Linked DNA regions of Mus musculus: region 2 is linked to region 1. Evidence: chromatin contacts called from public Hi-C data. All regions are on one chromosome and are shown on one strand. The core of a region is the stretch at or near the end of the contact, and the rest is flanking DNA. Distances in the headings are between cores, read along the strand shown.

The links. Hi-C and Micro-C count contacts between places; a contact is called where the count stands out from the background.
Region 2: a contact with region 1 is called in a Hi-C map of cerebellum, with 2.0 times the contacts expected there. The contact joins two enhancer-like sites. A contact is called at or near these places in 7 of 39 promoter capture datasets (the 3T3-L1 cell line, 3T3-L1-derived adipocytes, hippocampal neurons and 2 more) and 2 of 484 Hi-C or Micro-C datasets (cerebellar granule neurons and cerebellum).

Annotation. Positions count from the first base shown.
Region 1 is chr3:123,527,532-123,534,037 of GRCm38.p6, forward strand. Ndst3 (N-deacetylase/N-sulfotransferase (heparan glucosaminyl) 3) reads right to left here. Exons shown (of 13, transcript NM_031186.3): 12 at 3,553-3,655; 13 at 1-1,399. The coding sequence ends at 1,280. Among named protein-coding and RNA genes, the nearest start is that of Snhg8, 22 kb to the left of the region's middle. Within about 2 kb of position 3,775, at least 3 of the 459 cell types and tissues checked have an H3K27ac peak or open chromatin away from gene starts, as enhancers often do. A contact at or near this core is called in cerebellum, where this site is marked.
Region 2 is chr3:124,389,743-124,396,248 of GRCm38.p6, forward strand. No RefSeq gene overlaps it. Among named protein-coding and RNA genes, the nearest start is that of Gm22575, 18 kb to the right of the region's middle. Within about 2 kb of position 2,684, at least 3 of the 459 cell types and tissues checked have an H3K27ac peak or open chromatin away from gene starts, as enhancers often do. A contact at or near this core is called in cerebellum, where this site is marked.

The sequences.
Region 1 (6,506 bases), core at 2,525-5,024:
GGTATCCTCCATCATGGTACTTCACCTGCTTGTTCCACCTCGAAGCACAACCATCGTTTTATATATTAGATGAAAATTTGTATATGAGTCCATTGTCCCACAAGCCTGTATATTACACAGTTTGCTTTGGGATTACCTGGAAAAACACAGTTTTGCAATAATTTAAATCTGAGTACTTTAAGCAGCTCAAGGAACTGTCCTTAGTTTCCAGTTAATAAGTTTGTTCAGCAGCTGCTCTGCTCATTTATGAGGACTTTAAATTAATTTTTTAACCTTTATTTTATGTGCATTGGTGTTTTGCCTGTATGTTTGTCTATGTGAGAGTGTCAGATCTTGGGAGATACAGGCAGTTGTGAGCTGCCATGTGGGTGCTGGGATTTAAACCTGAGTCCTCTAGAAGAAGAGTCAGTGCCCCCCACTGTGGAGCCATTTCTCCAGTCTCTGCTCTGCAAATTTAAAGGTCACTCTGACTCAGAGAGAATACTTCCTGCAGGCTCCACATGCATTTCGGTGCAACTGGAGGTGGCCAGAATAGACCGGCAGCTTACATCAGAAAGCAAAGAGTTCTCAGTGTATTTTTATGTATCTGTATGGCGTATCTTTAGAAGTTCACCAGTTCTCTTTCTCAGAGGATTTAGTCAATACTCTGCCATTAATGTTCAGTATTTTGATGTAAGGATGTGTTACTGTTTGCTGTCTGCCAAGTTTACAATACAGAGCTACATCAGCACGAGCTCGCTGGACTATGTACAAGGAGAACCACCCCCTTTGCTTCCCTGTTTGGAGACAAAGTCCACAGATTGCTCCCCGACCCTGCTCTCACACAGCCATGGCCTATGCTGGCAGCATTTTCCGACACTTGTAATTCTCCATCGTGATGTTTATAGGCTACTTCACAGAATCGAGTCAGAAAACATTTTTACAGTCAAATAGTGGTCCAGAAATCTACAGAAATAACAACTGTAGCCGAAATATACAAAATTGTAAATATTACTATGAAATGGTACAGGACTGCGTCAGTGTTTCTGTTTTCTGTTTTGTTTTAAAATTTATGTTGGTTGCTGTTCCACACAAATCAGATAAGGGTTAAGAGGAAGGCCATAGGCCTGGAAGCTTCTTAAAGATATATATATATTTTATGCCTGACCCTCCACAATCATCCACATGCCAGCACATGGAAGAGCCTTGCTCGTTTTCTGTGATGCAGAGGTATGTGTTCCACAGCTTTTTGGTAGTGTCGTCTGTGAGCTCTAGATGAGGTCTGCTTCTTTTCTCCATGCTACCTCACTTTCTGCAGCTCCTGTCTCAGCCAGGAGGGCAGAGGCTGCCCCAGCCTGTGCAGCAGCTTCGAGAGCTCCACGTTGTGGTCGCGGTAGTAGCTGGACAGAAACGCTCTGCTCTGAGTGCGAAAGAGGAAGAAATGCATACTTTATTTTACTAAAATATATTCCGTGCATGTTGACTCTGCTGAAATAGGTATCTTGTGCACTAGATATGGTTTGAGATTTGTGTGAAGCACATGAACTGTGTTGGCCACACCCTGGAATACTTTGTTTTGTCTGGCGTCTGAAGTAGGAAAGGTGACCACTGTGTGGCAAAGATTGCTACTCCAGTCAGGTTTGTGATTGCACCCTTCTGCGGAGCCTCCAGTTTGGAGACTATTTACACAGTGTCAGACATTTTATTCCTTTAAGTAAACTTAGCATATGCTTAGAGAGTAACCTTGTTGACATCTATGGCCATGTTTTTCTTGTTTACCTAGACTACCACCAATTTTATACAGTATCTCAGCTTTGTCTATGTTAGACCAGAGTGAAATAAATGCTAAGATAAACCTTAGTGTCTTAGTGATATACTTAGTTTTAATAACTCTATAAAGAAGTATATTTGATATAAAAATTAGTATATTTTACATTTTTACTGAAACAATGGAGAAACTACCTCTCGCCTGCATCTAGTGTATTCTGACTGTTTTCACAACAGAATAGACTTCTTGCAATGTAGTTTCTCTATGAAAACAACAGGTGCCTCCCTTTTCTATGCCTTCTGTACAGAATTTAATTGTGACCTCACCGAGGTCCTGTCTATCAGACCAGCATAACAATTAGTCCTCTAAACCTTGAAGGATAAAAATTTTGTCAAATAAATGTAGATTACTGAGAAATTTTGCCCACCTTGGGATTGTCAGTTAACAGAATGTATGAAATACTGTAAGAAAAATATTCCCATATATTTAAATTTCTGAGTTCTTAAAAAAACTTTAATAATCAAGTTAGATTCTTATAGTCAAAGTATATGCTAAATATACCATGAATAAACATTAGCATATGCAAAATAAGCATAAAGGAAAAATACAGGGCACACAAACTGTGAGAATGACAGCTCACCGTGTCATTGTTCTGAGCAGAATAAACAATACTGGCTCACACCATGAATGTGTCCCTTTCTCACAGACTAGGTTATGTGCCTGTGTGCTCGACAATTGAGAGATAGGTTAATTATCCTGTCCCACGAACATTCTAGCAGTTAAAAGCTTAGTACATTATATTAGCAGCTAACACTCTAATCTGTGTTCCACAGAATCATTTGACATTGAAAACAGAAAGTATTTTTGTCAATTTCTGGTTGCTATATTTCCTATCGTGGCTTGCTGACATTTTTAGCAGCAGAGCAGTTTCTGCGCAGCAGCTATCACTCTTCCGTAGTTATCAGTTTTCATGTTACCTGCTTTTCAGATTGACAATCACAAATTCTACTTCCTTTCATTCTTGGAACACAGATATTAATTATGTAAATGGAAAAATCAAAACATCCAACCTAGACGTATCAACACACAGAACCACTTGAAGTTTAATTAAGAGGCTATCTTATTGCATTTTCTTTATTTTAGTGTGTGTGTACACCTGTCAAGGCACAGGGGGATGTCTGGGAAGAGTTCGAGGCTATTGGTTCTCCCATTCCACCATAAATGGCATAGGTGGCAGGAGCCTTTAGCTGTTTAGCCCTCTTTCTCACCCTTAATTTCCTTTATTTATTTATGAATGTATGTATTTATTTACTTATAATAATTTGTATTATTTTAATACTATTATCTTCCTTTGAAATACTATAGTTTGTATCTTATTATTTCCCATTTTTAATTGTCTGACAGCTCTCATACATTTATATAATAAAATGTAGTAAGTCTCTCAACCCAGTTTCTGTCTCCCTTCTCCTTCTTCCCCCTCCCTTCTCCAGCTGGATCAGTAACGCTTGTTAGGCAGCGGTGTTATTTTCTTCATGGTGTAGCCACAGCCAGGAGCTCTTGCTCCACAAAACACCCCCTCTACTCTTGTGAAGGAAGTACCTCTGTAACACGAAGTGCATAAGAAAGCAGGAGGGGACCCACTGCCTTCTAGCTTGTATAAAGGCTGATTTTTGATCTCAGTCACTTTTCTAAGAAGTTGTAGGTGATATTTATTATTATTATTATTATTATTATTATTATTATTATTATCATCATTATTATTGCTTATCATTGCTGTGTTTTATATTTTTGGGCTCCACACTTACATCAGAGTCCATCGGGGGGTATTTTCTTCCTTTACTCTTCCCAAGGCATTTTGTTTTCCCTTCTTCCAGCAGCTGACACCAGAAGCCTTTATGAGAATCAAACCTAGAAACAGAGAAAATGGACCAAATTCAAAAAGTATTCAAGCAGTTTATAAGGCACGCTGACCAGGCATCAATCCATAGCCAGGGAAATGGGGGATGTGTTTTCCTATAGCCTCTTACATTAAGTCTTCTGGCATACACTTCCTCATTTTCAGCCCATCTGTCATATTTGTGAGCTTGCCAGGTTCTTAATAGAACAATTTCCAGAAGATTCCCTATTAATAGAAGTTTGTTTCTTAGCAGCAGTCTACCCCCACCCCCGAAGTCAAACAAGCCTTTTGTACTTTGGAGTTAAATTTTGAATTCTCTAGCTATAATCCACTGAAGTTCTGTTTAGTGATCTTTTTAAATTTTGGTTTGAGGTTAGCACTAAAGCAAAAATGCCTATAAATAGATTTATTTTCCGTAATTAACCAATGATAACAATATGCTAAATTTACATATCCACAGACAGACAGCGCTTCTCCTCTCATTTGGGCCTGCGGTATACAGATCTTTAGAAAGGAATAGCTTAGCGCTTTGTTTTGTGAGTGCTCACTAAATATAAGATAGATAATGGGGTTGGGTGTGGTGGCACATGCCTTTAGTCCCATTACTCAGGAGGCAAAGCCAGGATGACCTTCATGAGTTCAAGGCCAGTCTTGTCTACAATGAGAATTCAAGAACAGGCAGAGTTACACAGTGGGACTCGGTCTCTCTCTCTCTCTCTCTCTCTCTCTCTCTCTCTCTCACACACACACACACACACACACACACACACACACACACAGAGAGAGAGAGAGAGAGAGAGAGAGAGAGAACAATGAAATAAAGAAAATGTTTGTCAAGGCCTAGTTTCTGTGGCCTGTATGTTCCCTCAGTATTTTGCTGAGTTCAAGTCCAGGCTTCCTGATTCTACGCTCAAGGCCCAATATTTCACACAGGTCTCTTTGAGTTATTGTTGTAAGCAAAGCAATGTTTCCCATGTTTAGATGTAAGCTGTCACTGTGGAAGAAACAGTAGTGGTAATTCCTTCACCCCTGTTAGTCAGTGACTTGACTGCCATGGTTGCTTCTCCACTAGGAGGAGTTGCATGGGGTGACATTTCCTTTGGCGCTCAGTATACACCACTTAGAAGTCTACTTTCAAGACTTTACCTTAACATCGTCCTATGATCACTTTTGAAAATTTAAATGAAAGTTGTTTTTAAGTTATAATACAATTTAAATCAGCACATTTAAATTATAATGTTGAAGTACCTAAGAATAAAATTAACAAAAGCCAGGTGTAAAGATCTCCACCACTAAAAACAAAAAAATACAAAAGCAGAGATGGTGTACTGGCTGGTTTTGGGTGTCATCTTGACACAAGTTAGAGTCATCAGAGAGGAAGGAGCCTCGGTTGAGAAAATGCCTACACAATATCCTTCTGTAGGGCATTTTCTCAGTTAGTGATCAGTTGGGGAGGGTCCAGTCTTTTGTGGGTGGTACCATCCCTGGGCTGGTGGTCCTCAGTTCTATAAGAAAGCAGGCTGGGCAAGCCATGAGAAGTAAGCAAGGCAGTTAGCAGCATTTCTCCATGGCTTCTGCATCTGCTCCTGTCTCCTGGTTCCTACCCTGTCCTGACTTCCTTTGTCCAGGTTCCTGTCGTGACTTCCTTCGGTGATGAACAAAAGTGTGGTATAAGGTGAAGAAGCCCTTTCTTCTTCAACTTGTTTTCTGGTCATGGAATTTTGTTGCGCAATGGAAATTAAAATAAAGCAGAAGGCCTAACTCAATGGCTGCTCCCCTATATCCAGAGACAAGACTAAATACTTAAAACCAGCTGGCTCCAACATTACATAGATTCATATGATTCCAGTTAAAACTTGACTAGACTCTGCTGTTTTTTTTTTTTGTAGAAATGGAAAATGACTTTGAAATATATATATGACCTGCGTGAACTAAAACAGTTTAAGAAGTTTGAAACAAAGAGCCAAGGTGGAGATCTTATACTGTGCAGTTTCAATGGCTCCTGAATGCTGAGCAATCACAGTCACAGGGATGGACCGGTAGAGCAAGATGAGGATGCACAAAGAGACCAATGGGACAAAGCAGAGACCTCCACTATATGCACAGTGATGGACCAGTGGAGCAAGATGAGGATGCACAAAGAGACCAAGGGACGAAGCAGAGACCTCCACTATATGCACAGTGATGGACCGGTGGATAAAATGAAAATGCACAAAGAGACTTCCACCATACTCCCAATCATGAACCAGTGGGACAAAATAAAGACTACACAAAGAGGCCTCTATATCCAAGGTCAATGACATTAACAAATGGGAAGCCTCCAGTTCAATGAAAGGACTGAAGCAAACTGTACTAGAGAAAATGTGGATTTACATGAAAAATAAGGAACACTGACAGTGACATCACACTGGTGGAAACTAGAGCATGAAATGGATCACCGACCAAAACCTGCAAGCTAAAACTGCAAAAATTCTGGAAGAAAGAAAATAGAACATTCTAAATCTTTTTTTCTTTTGAGACAGGGTCTTTGTATCACAAGTTGCCCTCAAACTTACTAGGTATCCAAGGGGGACCTTGAGTTCCTGATTCTCCTGCTTCTACCTCTAGAGTCTATAGTGCTTGGATTACAGGTATGTACTACAGAGCCCTGCTTCATGCCATGCTGAGGATCGAACCCAGGGCTTCCTGAACATTAAGCAAGCAGTGTATCAACTAACCCATATCCCCACCCTACAAGAGGAACAACAATATGAACTAACCAGTACCCCCAGAGCTCCCAGGGACTAAACCTCCAACCAAAGAAAACACATGGTGGGATTCATGGCTCCAGCTGCATATGTAGCAGAGGATGGCCTAGTTGGT
Region 2 (6,506 bases), core at 1,434-3,933, 860 kb after region 1:
GTTCTAGCGATAACACAAGACCCAATTTTACAGAACTAAAGCAAATCCTGTGTGTAGCTCGTCTGTTGACAGTAGCAGGGCTGTGGTGATTCTACTTGGCTCAATGGGATCTTGACAGACATCTCAATCCTGCTGGCAAGGCTGAGAGTTTTGGCAGAAGCTGCAAAAGCAACTCTGGATGATTAAACATCTCAGCCTTTCTGTCAGGAACTCTTCTGGGCTATCTCTTATCTCCATCATGTTATTTCTCACTACAATTTTCTTTCCCCACAAACAGGCATTAAGAACTAAAAGTGTCAAGAGACAAGTTTTTATAGCCAATTATTTTGGCTTTCTTCATAAATGGCCACCTACTTCACATACAGGCTAATGAAGTAAATATATATCTGAGAACACATAATTTGACATTCTTTTGAAACCTAACTCTATTCTGTTTTATTTACAATCCAGCTTTTAAATTTTTATTCTTTTGGATTTAGAATTTATTTGAAAGCTGAGATTGTTGGCACTGCTTATAACATCTGTGCTCAGCAGACTGAGTCAGCAGGCTGGAGTTTAAGGCCAGCCTGAGGCTTAGCGGGAGGCGTGGAGTTTGAGGTGTGGAGTTCCTTGGTTACATTTTTTATGTTACAACCCTGCTTTCTGGTCTAAATGGGTTCTGAAAATTCATCTAGATGTATAAGCAGTGTTAGTTATGTCTATGTAAGGAGTTGTTTGCCAGCCTTTTTCTACCTATTATTCTTTATCTTCCTGGATACATTTTTACTTGCTTCTCATTATAGCTGCCAAAATCTCTTAATATGTACAGTAATGCTTTCTGGTCAATTTGAGAACCTGTTAATTGCTGTCTTTTCACAAGCTCCATCTTGCACATATTTTATCTAATATCTGCATATCCTACCAAAGCGTGTACTCCTTTGTGTGTGCACATGTGTGTGTGCAATGTGTGTGCACATGTGTGTGAAATGTGTGTGTGCACATGTGTGTGTGCAATGTGTGTGTGCACATGTGTGTGTGCAATGTGTGTGTGCACATGTGTGTGTGCACATGTGTGCACATGTGTGTGTGCACGTTTGTGTGTGCGCATGTGTGTGTGCACATGTGTGTGTGCACATGTGTGTGTGCACATGTGTGTGCAATGTGTGTGTGCACATGTGTGTGTGTGCACATGTGTGTGTGTGCACATGTGTGTGTGCAATGTGTGTGTGTGTACTGTGTATAACACCTGCCTATATATGTAAATTCCTATTCTCCTTAGTTTTTCCCAATGATTCTGAGGTTATATTTTCATTATTCCACTTAATTATTGTGAAGCCTTCCATTGTATTCAGAATCTGATGTGGCTCATAAATGCTCCCTTAGCTATTAAATTTTTGGATTCACACTTTTCCAGAATACCTTTGTCACTAATTGTGAACATGGTTCACTAATTAGATCGAAATTACTTTCTAGGCAAGTCCCTCCTTTCCATAGTCTCCCATTATCATGATGTCCTGTGAAAGTGACCAGTGACAATCAATCATGAACTACGCCCCTGAAACCAAATGAAACAAGCACTGCTCCTTCAGGATACTTAGTCTGACTATAAGAATTTTCACTTCAGGAATTGTTCTGGGGTAAATTTGGAAATTTTCAGATCTCCGTATTACACAATAGACAGTGCTATAATTAAAGCCTATTGGATAATTCTACTAAATATATACAGAAATCAGACAACCTCCAAGACTGCACACAGTGGACACCAGAGCCAGGAAGTTTTGGATGGAGAAATGCATTCTTGGTAAATAATAGTAGAGATCAACTGAGACATATTAAAGTAAATAAATTATCTAGATTTTGCTTTAATTTTATTTTATTTCTGAGACTTACAAAAATGGCTGAACACACACACACACACACACACGAAATCGGGTTATTAATTTTACACTGAAATTTCTTGTTTGTACAAGATTACTTTATTTATTTATGTATATGTGTCTATCTGCATATGAGTTCATGTGCCTTCAGGTGTCAAAATATATGAAGCTGGATTCCCTAGAACTATAGTTACAGGAGCCTGTGATTCAAGACAGTGCTGGGAACCAAACTCCAATTCCTGTGAAAGACCCTTATGTGCCCTAAATCGCTGATTTCTCTAGCCACTTATAGGGAAATTTCATTTCAGTATAGCATTTAGGTTATGGCATGACTAGTGCTAACAGCTTTCCTTTATATTCTTACTGAGTACAAGGAGAAAAACCAAAACAGAAACATCTTAAACCCTTGCAACATGCCAATAAGCCTCATATGTGATATTGGGGGAAAGTAAAATATGGTGATGGAGAGATTAGCACCATTTAACAGAAGTTAGTCATTTTGCTGTGGATTGATTAGGAGGGAGCTGTGAAGACACCTGAAGTTCTAGACACACCCCCACCATTAATAAACTCATTTTATTTCTCCATTAAGAAGTACAGGACTTGGAAAGGCCCTCCTATAACACCTGGTGTGCACGCTGCCCAACAGCTGTCTTCCAGGCCAGATCCAGCATTCTGAGTCGGTTCACCAAGACATACTCCATCTATGAGCTGCTGGAGTAAATGAAGGAGCCAGTCCTACAGTAGCAGATGCCATTACTGAATAGAGCTGGTCGTTAGCCCACGGATGGGTGGCCGCAGCCTGAGCTGCTTGTCCTGCTGGGAGATTACAGCTTAGTCTTATGGCTTGGAGCATACAAACACAAAAGCTGAGCTCTGCCAGCCTCAGGACAGAGGGTTGCAGGAGCCTGGAGCTTGCAAGAAACCTTCCTTGAGATGCCCTGCCTAGCTATAGGATCACTCTGAGAGTCAGAAACCAGGAGCCTTGAGTGAAATTAATGATACATTACAATGAATATTTGCATGTAAAGGTGTTTGGATAAAAAAAATTGTGGGACACACTACAGTTTCCAGAGCCATTATGATGAACAAATATGAGATGGAGAGGTAAGAAAGATGTAGGAATAAAACAGTGAGTGAGTGATGGAGAGAGGTTGAAATGAAGACAGCAACTGATGAGGAGCTGTCGTTTCTGAGTCAGGCAGCAGCTTGGAGCTTGCACTCCGACTTATCCCCTAATACACTGCTCAGCCTCTTGATTGTTCTGGTTCTGAACAATGACTGATGTCCAAGAATGGTTCATTTTTGGATTAGACCTCTTCTATGGCCCATGCTGTCCCTGGAGGCACTTTGGTATTCTTGGTCTGTTGCCCTAGGGTGTGTTGAAGCCAGAAGTCCATATGGATGTTGTGGTCCTAGAGCAGCTAGGAGCTGTGTTGATGTCTATGTCTATACTGCCACCAGAGACCATGATGAGGTCAATGGCACATGCTGAAGCTAGAGACCATGTGGATGTGTGTGGTCTATGCTGCTGCAAAAATGTATGTGGCCATGATCTGTGTTCCTGCTGACTGCAAAGGGCAAGGAAGCTGCTTTTGCCATGGTTACTGAAGACTGCAGACTCAACAGAAAGACTGTCATAGGTTTCTAAGACAACTACTACCCCACCTCACTGCACACACCCACAAAATAACAGCATAGGTAGAAAAACATTGAAGAGAATTATTTTTAAAAATGTGATGAGGATGCTGAAGTGTACCTCTCCACAATTCCACAGTTGATGGTTTATTTTTCTTTTTAAAATTTTTATTATTAAAAATTAATAATTTTTAAATAAATTTTTGGTTGTGTGGAGATCTCAAGGATGAGGGTAAAAGAACATGGAGGACTGGGAAGTGAGTGTGCTCAGGTTCATGATGCAATCAATAAAAATATTCTGAAAATAATAAACAAAACAGAAGCTACTCTTTTAAAAAAAAGAAGTAAGGGACTTGAATTCTTTTGTTGTTTTTAATAACTCTTTAGAGTTACAGGTTTGCCTCAGTTCTCAAGGGGAACTTTGGACATAGGATTTTAAACAAGACTAGAACTGCTATGTCTTTTGTGGCAATTTGAAGTGTTTAACAGCATTTTGATTTATTCAGTGTTCATGGGGATGAGGGGCAGTAGTGTGGACTCACCTTGGGGCTTCCCTAACCATTGATTAAACCCTTGGCTCATTGCTGGTAATGCAGTTTTTAGATAGTCAGAAAACATTAGAAAGTGAAGCACTTCTGAGGGAGTTCAATCATGTTGGGGGAATCTCTTTAAAGGTTAAAACTGCTTCCCAGTTCTTTCAGCTCTGTCCACTGCACACACAATATAAAATGAAGAATTTTCTCTGTTTGTGTTTCCAATTATCCACAATTGCCAGGTGAACAGAGGACCTGACTTTACCCACCAGCCTTGCTGAGCCTGGTGTAAGGCAGAGCATTACATCTTCCTCAATGCTGAGCCCCAGAATACTGACAGCTTCTCTTAGTTCCATTGGTTCATTTCCACCGCAGAACTGTGCTCTGCCCAGGCCTGTCTTCAATGCTGCTCAGGGTTATTTGTATAGATTTGTCTATCCAGGCTTTATGACAATATTTTCTCATAAAAGTGTCAGCCATCAAAATAATCTACAACTGCAAGTTTTGACTCTGAACCATGAATGGGGGATAACTTTGCCAATGTCTGCAATCCCACTTCCCTCCACACATACTCATTTATTTAAGCAGACATTTTTGAATTTGGCAGTAACTTCTGAGATTTGATAATATCTGAGAACTTTTTTTTTTTTTCGAGTCAGGGATTCTCTGTATAGTCCTTGTTGTCCTGGACCTCACTCTGTAGACCAGGCTGGCCTCAAACTCAAAAATTCGCCTGTCTCTGCTTCCCAAGTGCTGGGATTATCTTTTTCAACAAATAGTTGATGAGTTTAAGAGAAATTTAGAAGTGTGGGGACATATTGAGAAATGTTACCTACATTTTACATTTGGAAATGTACAATTTTATCATGAGTGACAAATTTATTTTGTGTTTGTGTGTACACATGCATACATAAGCACACACACACACACACACACACACACACATGAACCAGTAGGGATATTTTACATTCATTTTATTTTATTGACAATTTCATGAATGGGTGTTATTTTTATTATTTTCTCCCACTGTCCTCTCTGCAACACACACACACACACACACACTCACACACAAATTTTAGATGGAGTGCTACTTATACAATACCTTAAAATTATTCAAATTGTGGCAAAAATTCTGCTACTTATAACTTGAGAAAGTTAATTTTCCTATGTATGAAATTAGGTTAAGAGCAAATCAAATGAAGTGTGATGTGCCAGGTCATCAGCGTTGTACTAACGCTACAGGAATGACCTGATTATTAGAAGAGCTAGAAGGAAGCCTTGGGTATGTCACAGGCTTGAGTGCAGATGATGGTGATTGTGATAATGATGATGATGATGATGGGCACGCTGAATTAACAATTGGAGCTCTTTTATGAGACTATCTCTGACTTTTGGAGATTTCAACGCCGTGTTTACTTTACAGCATACACTTCTGTTGGACAGAGTGGCTCTACCCTTCTTTCTGGACACAGTGGCTCTTGCCTCCCAGTTGTTGGAGACTGGTCTTACAGTCCCTGCTATTGGTGAAAGTAACACCGTTTGAAGGGTCAGGTGTTTGTCTTTCCTGACAACAGAACATTAGGAATGACATGTATTTATGTCTGTACAGCCAGGTGATCCTTCCACAACCTCTTAGCTGTCTACATTATAATTTCCAATTCCACAGACTGCATCAGCTCCACTTGCCTTCATATTTGTGTGATTATCATGTGATAAGTTTCAAATGAGTAAGAAAAATGTGGTATCTATGAGTATCTCAGGGTCAATTCTGTGAAATAATGGTGATTTTTCAAAAACTATTAACTTACACATGTGTTCCATGATGAAGTCGTATGGAGGCTGCAGATCTTAACAAAACAAATAATCACTTTAATTCTTTGAGGCTCTGAGTTGTAGAATGTGAATGCGTACAAAATTCATTCATGTACCAATATGATTGCTTCTTTTGTGAATGCCAGTATATTATATTTTTCCAACAACATGGTAAAAGATACTTGACTAGGTATGCAAGTTGAAGGGAGAATGGGCAAGTCATAGAGCTTCAGAAACATCTCCTCCATGTGATGAAGCATGGATTGGCCTACCTCTCTTTAGATCAGCACATTACTGTGAAAAGGAATATAAATTAAGCTTGAAGGACATTAAAAGGAAAAGAAAATTTCTGCGATGCTAATATAAGTCTATGAAGCTCCGCGCTGGTGGGAGTTCCTGGTTGTTCATAGGTTGATAAATGCATGGTTTTTTTTTTTTTTTGTTTTTTTGTTTTTTTTTAGTGTGTCTACAGCTCATCCTAGCAAGGGACCAGGCTGCTACATGCCATTTATTAGGGGTATGTACACTAGCTAAACCAAGTGGTGTGCTCTGCAACTAGGTATTTCCTTATGCTTGCCTGCTTTAAGTGACTGGGAAAGATACTTTAGATGGCACAGATTGAAGTAGGAATAGCTACACTAAATGTGAGAGATCACATCTTGTGGGC